2 separate regions of the Ovis aries genome follow, and region 2 is linked to region 1. Evidence: chromatin contacts called from public Hi-C data. All regions are on one chromosome and are shown on one strand. The core of a region is the stretch at or near the end of the contact, and the rest is flanking DNA. Distances in the headings are between cores, read along the strand shown.

Region 1 (3,023 bases), core at 319-2,818:
CATAGCCCTTAATGAACAAGCGACACTAAAGCATGATGAATAGACGTGTTTCCCTCTGCCAGCCTCACCTTTGCCACAGGGACTGGAAACATTTATCCTAACCCTTGCCAAATTCACAGAAGCTTTTCTAGTTCCCACCACTTTGCGACTCAAAAGGAAGGGAATGATCGTTTCCGTGGTAGGGTGTGGTATATTTAGCAGAGTGCTGAAAGCAAGTTCAACACAAATGACCGATGTTGGCAGATTGCACAATTCTCGAGTTATTTTTGTGATGGGCAATGTTCTCCTCCCTCTTGAGCTGGCTGATGATTTCCAGTGAATAGAAACGCGTCCAGCGCAATCCAGTTAGCCCACACTGAATGTCAAGCATCCATGGGAGGTGCTGTGTTGACACTCTATTTTCATGGACTCCCAGTCTAGTGAAGATGGAAAATGACATGCGGTTGGGACATTCGTTTGTAATTTGCACTCTTGGTTTGGAAGCGGGTCATCCACTCAGCACAGAGAATATAAAAATACACCGTAAGGTCACCACAGCTTCTGAAGTCAAAGCCATCATCTCTTGTGGAATCAAAACATGTGTAGACACATCATGAAAGTGTTTAATATTCTTTACGTGACCAGGCATGGGGCTTCCCTGTCCAGCCTGGATGAGCTATCTAGATTTGGCTTGGCAGAAACTCAGGTGTATACCCGGCTCCCTGCAGTCAGCAGGTGGCACATTCACCACCAGCTGCACTCTTTTTGTGATACTGCCAGCAAGAACGTGTTCAGTGCTACTATTGATTACTGTTGAATCTAACAGATATCATCTCTCCAGTCAACAACCTTTATCCATCCCAGTGGACGGGGCTGAGGACAGTATCCTTGATGATGAGTCACGTGCACCCAAGAAGGCAGTCAGATTCCATCTTCATATTCACTTTATGATTGTTCGGAGATGCCCAAATTCTTTCTGGGGAGCTGAGTGCAGGAGTCAAGGGGAGTTTTTTTTAAACAGTAGTATATTAAAAATATTTATTTATTTTTGGCTGTGCTGGGTCTTCGTTGCTGTGCACAGGCTTTTTTTCTAGCGGTGGCAAGCTGGGGCTGCTCTGCAATTGAGGTGCGAGGGCTTCTCATCGCAGTGGCTTCTCTTGTTTCGGAGCAGAGGTTCTAGGGTACAGGGGCTTCGGGGGTTGCGGCTTCTGGGCTCAACAGTTTCTCCTCCTGCTCTAGAGGACAGGTTCAGTAGTTGTGGCGCACGGGCTTAGTTGCTCTGAGGCATGTGGGATCTCCCCAGGCCAGGGATCGAACTCATATTTCCTGCATTGGCAGGCGGACTCTTTAACCACTGAGCCACCTGGGAGGCCCCCCCCAAGAGGAATATCTGAGTCAGTGACTATTTTCCAAGAGAAGCCTTGGCACTGAATCACCAGATCTCATTTTTAGAAAGGATTACATACTCATGGTAAAAAAAAATAAATAAACAATACACACTGAAGAATGAGTGTCCCTTAACCACTGAACCTCTAGTTCTCTCCCCCAGAGGCAAGCACTGTTACCATTTTTCATGTGTCCTTCCAGACAGAAGCTACATATGGAAGAGGAGCTTTGATTTCTAAAACGCAGTTTCATACATCAGCTGAAGTGGTTCACAAGACACCTTTTCCAAATACCTCTCCATGGTAACGTAACTTGGGAACACACACAACACAGACTCGCACGCACACAGGCAAGTACACACACACACTCACTCTCTTTAGCATAAAATGGAGAGGAAATGATGCAAGAGAAAGTGACTAGGAAATATATTACCATAAACCGCAGCGGTTAGTGATTCTCAGATGGTTCCAGACAGCTTTTTGTACAGAAATAGCCCAGCAAGAACACGCCAGCCCACTCAGACTACAGACTGAATCCCAGGAACTTGCTTTTTGTGCGACCTTCCCTGTGAAGTTCAAGTTTAAACACATCAGAGCTTGGCAGGGCTGCAGGCGTACATTAGCTGACAGAGGAAACACTCTAGGTCCTCAGGCTCCCCTGGTTTCCTCCCAGTGAACTGGTAGATTCTTCTCGATGGCACCTGCTCTTCCCCCATCCCCAGCAACATGCAGAAACCAAGAACCCCTCAAGTTACTCTGGGTCACAGAGTTGGATAAAAACCCACCTGACTCTCACACTCGGAAGGAAAGGGAAAAAACAACCCGGGAAGTAGCAAGTTAGGATATATATGTATATGTTTGGTAGAAATAAGAAAAACTGTTCTATCCACCAGACTATTCTGAAGCTAAGTGACAGGTACTGGGTGGTGGTTTAGTCGCTAAGGCATCTCCAACTCTTGTGACCCCATGGACTGTAGCCTGTCAGGTTCCTCTGTCTACGGGATTCTCCAGGCAAGAATATTGGAGTGGGTAGCCATTCCCTTCTCCAGGGGATCTTCCCCATCCAGGGATCAAACCCACATCTCCTACATTGCCGGCAGATTCTTTATCCCTGGGGCCACCTGGCAAGCCCAATGGATGGGTAATGTTGTTCAGATTGGGAAGGTGTATTTGTCTCCAGAGTGGAGATGCCTGACTAGTACCTTGATAAGCTGTGGTTCTAGAGACTTGCCATAACTGAAATTGTTGAGGCCTGATAGAGGCCATGACTAAAATAGGCCGGAGCAAGCATCCCGGAAACAGCTGAGACACTGCCCAGGTGGGATCAAAATTACCCCCGCCGGTGACGAGAGGACTCAGCCTGTCAGCATGCTCCCCGTAGCCTGGTCTGTGCCAATCGGGACGAGGATAGAAATCTCCTAAGAAAGCCCGCGCGCGCGAAAATCTAGCCAATTAGTAGATGCAGAGAAACCCTTGTAACCAATCCAACCTTGCCAATTCCCTGTCTTTGTCCTAAACCTATAAATACTACTGTAACCCAGGGCTTGGGGCCCTGGCTCTATCCCACTGTGTTGGATGTGGCCAGGGCCCTGGCTCAAGCTAGCAATAAATTCCCTTTTTGCGTTTGCATTGCCGTGGATGTCTTGTTCTCTCAGTTCT
Region 2 (3,120 bases), core at 224-2,723, 46 kb before region 1:
GATAACACAGACGACAAACTTCGGTCGCCGGTCCTTTTGTCGTACCCCCTAGACAATCTCTGGCCTAATTTGGGGCAAACCCCACCACGGATCACTCCTCCCCCCCCCCCATACATCCCTGCTCTCCCTAGATTAGAAATTAATACCCCAGAATCTTGCCTCTCTTCCCATTCCTCCCGCCGCCCCCCACGTAAGAGGAGAGCGCCTGACCCACCACCACCTGGAGAACAATGTAAACCCAACTGAGAACCCACAGATTTCCTCTATCTCGGCCCGACGATTTATCTCAAAAGGCAATCAGAAAGCGAGTTACGTCCTGTCATCCTGGATTCCCCCGAGGTGTCCTGCTCCGGGCCTGGGATTACCAGCTCCCACTCTACACGCAGGGAGCCTTAACCCTCACCACCCCCTCCCGCGATCGCCCCCCGTGGACCCCGAGCCCGGCCCCGGAGCAGCGGGCGGGCCGCGGGCCCCGGCTTCCTGCGCACGCCGCACGCCCCGCACCTTTGTAATGCACCCGCAGGTTGTTCTGAGACAGGCCGATGTAGCTGAACTTGTCCTTTGGGCTCCAGGACCGCGGCAGCGGCGTCTCCTGCTCGTCCACGGCAGGGTAGAGGCGCTTCAGCCGTCGCTGCAGCTCCTTCTCCTGCTCGTTCAGGGCCGAGTCCCCGTGCGGGAAAGGCGCCGCGGCGCTGCCGCCTGACGCCGGGGCCGGGGCCGGGGCGCCTCCAGCCGGGCCGGGGCCCGCGGAGAGGCCCGGGGGAGCGGGGGGCGCGCCGCCGGGGGCGGCCGCCGAAGCGGGCGGCGGCGGCGGCGGGGGCGGCGGCGGCGGCGGGGCCGCGGTGGCCGGGGGCGGCGGCGGCGGCGGCGGCGGCGGCGGGTGCAGGAGCAGGGCGGCCGCCGCGGCCCCCAAGCCGCCGCCCGCGCCGCCGCCGCCGCCGCCGCCGCCGGGCGAGCCGGCCGGAGACGAGCCGGCGCTGACGGCCGGGGGCGCCGGCAGGACTCCGGGCACCGGGGCCGCAGCCGCCGGCGGGGGCGGCGGGAGCTGCTGCTGCTGCTGTTGTTGTGGCGGCGGCGGCGGCGGCGGCTGCCCGGACATCCCGGCCGCGACTCAGCCTGCGGCCGCCTCCGCCTCCTCTCTCCTTCCTCCTCGGCTTCCCGGGGGCGCTGTGGCGGCGGCCGCCGGCACCAGGCGCCCAGTCCGCCCGCCCCGGAAGCAGGCGGCCGGCCGCGCGCCCAGACGGAGGGAGCGCGACGGTTGGGGGGCTCGCAGCCGGGGCAGTGGGTGAGCGGCGGGCCCCGGGCCCCCGAGAGAACGTTAGCCGGAGCGCGGGCCCGGAACAAGGCGCCGAGGCCGCAGCGAGGCGGGGCGGGGGGTGAGAGCGCGGTGCCGGCCGCCGCGGCCGCTGCTCTCGCGGCTGTTTCCCTGCGAGCGGGCCGGGCCGGCGCGAGACGCTGCGCGCGGGCGGTGCTGCGAGGGGGCGGGGCCGGAGCGCGAGCGCGGCGCGGGGGGCGGGGCCGGGCGACGGGGCGGGGCCGGGCGAGGGGGCAGGACCGGAGCGCGAGACGAAGCGCGCGGGCGGTGCAGCGAGGGGGCGGGACGGGAGCTCGAGGGGGTGGGGCCGGGAGAGGGGGCGGAGCCGCGCGGGCGGCGAAGGGCGGGCCCGTGCAGGTCCAGCCGCCGGGTCCAGGCTGCTAGTGGGAAGCGCGCGGTCGGAGGAGGATCGCCGGCTGCCGGCAGGCCGGCCGCTGGCGTCCCCGCCTCTGCCGGGAGCTCGCCGTATCGCCCCGCCCGCCCGGCTGGCAGACTCTCCTCCTACCTGACTTCTTTTTGTTGCCGTCGCCCCGCCCCCGCCACCGTAGGGTCGCCGCTGGCGCGACCGGGCCGTTTCCCATCCAGGCGAAAGCAATCGAGCCCCGCTGGGAAAGCCGCGAGCCCGGTCGGCTGACCCCCGAGACCAGCGGGACCGCCCCGGCTCCCGGAGCCCAAATCGGGTCCGTGAGTGAGCCGTCCGGGCCTTGCCCGGGTTCTGCTCGAGCTCGTGCCCCCGGACAGGGCCCTGTTTGCCGCCTCCCGCTTGATGACCCAACTGTTCCGCATCCTTCACAGTTATGTTAATATCTATTTCTAAAGGGAAAGTCTCCCACTTAAACCAGAGAGCGTCTTATTAACTGATTTTATGAGGCCTTAAAAGTGAACCTCTGGTGGCAGAAAGTGTCACTAATTTATTAGGAGTGCTAATAAAGAGTGGCATGTCATCGGAGAGCAGGGACACGAAATTACAAGTTGTATTTAGGAAGGGCTTCTGCTGCTGCTGCTGCTGCTGCTGCTGCTGCTGCTAAGTCGCTTCAGTCGTGTCCTACTCTGTGCGACCCCATAGATGGCAGCCCAGCAGGCTCTTCTGTCCCTGGGATTCTCCAGGCGAGAATACTAGAGTGGGTTGCCATTTCCTTCCCCAGTGCATGCATGCATGCTAAGTCGCTTCAGTCATGTCCGACTCTGCGACCCTATGGACTGCAGCCCACCAGGCTCCCTCGTCCACAGGATTCTCCAGGCAAGAATACTGGAGTGGGTTGCCATTTCCTTCTCCAGGAAGGGCTTCTAGAGGCGTCCAAACACTTTGCAGACTCGTTAATTTTCATAACAAACATCTTTATTAGGTAGCAATGAATTATGCCCATTTTAAAAACAAGGAACTATTCACTGAGATCAGCAGAGTCAAAAATAGGACTTCCTACTTTGCAATTCCCAACAGGGCTTTGCTTGGTCGACTGATTGGCACAACTGGTCAAGGGTTGCTCTCCGACCCCTCCCAAAGTTACTATTTTGTTTTCACCACTTCTCCTTAAGTTATCCTTTACTTAGCTGGCAAAATCGAATTTTACAGTGTGTAATCTACACGATATAAATTCTAGTGTTTTGTTTACTTCCAAAGGTATTATGATGGTAATTGTTTGGCCAAATAAGCAAAGAACATTCCTTGCTGAATAGAGAATTATTTGTCTTGGAGAGAGTAGGTAGGTAAATGGTGGCTTAATTGAAGGCCCTCAAGAGCTGGCCAGAACTAACAGTCATTCAGTCTAATTTCTCTCTCAATTACCCAGCCACTAGATGCCCTG

What was found. A called contact is a pair of places that touch in the nucleus more often than the background predicts.
Region 2: a contact with region 1 is called in a Hi-C map of tail adipose tissue, with 2.1 times the contacts expected there. The contact joins the promoter of RANBP9 here to the enhancer-like site in region 1. A contact is called at or near these places in 3 of 16 Hi-C or Micro-C datasets (blood, skin fibroblasts and tail adipose tissue).

What each region holds. Positions count from the first base shown.
Region 1 is chr20:42,103,101-42,106,123 of ARS-UI_Ramb_v3.0, reverse strand. No RefSeq gene overlaps it. Among named protein-coding and RNA genes, the nearest start is that of MCUR1, 35 kb to the right of the region's middle. Within about 2 kb of position 1,568, at least 6 of the 54 cell types and tissues checked have an H3K27ac peak or open chromatin away from gene starts, as enhancers often do.
Region 2 is chr20:42,148,491-42,151,610 of ARS-UI_Ramb_v3.0, reverse strand. RANBP9 (RAN binding protein 9) reads right to left here and starts at 1,473. Exons shown (of 14, transcript XM_027959166.3): 1 at 505-1,473. The coding sequence starts at 1,099.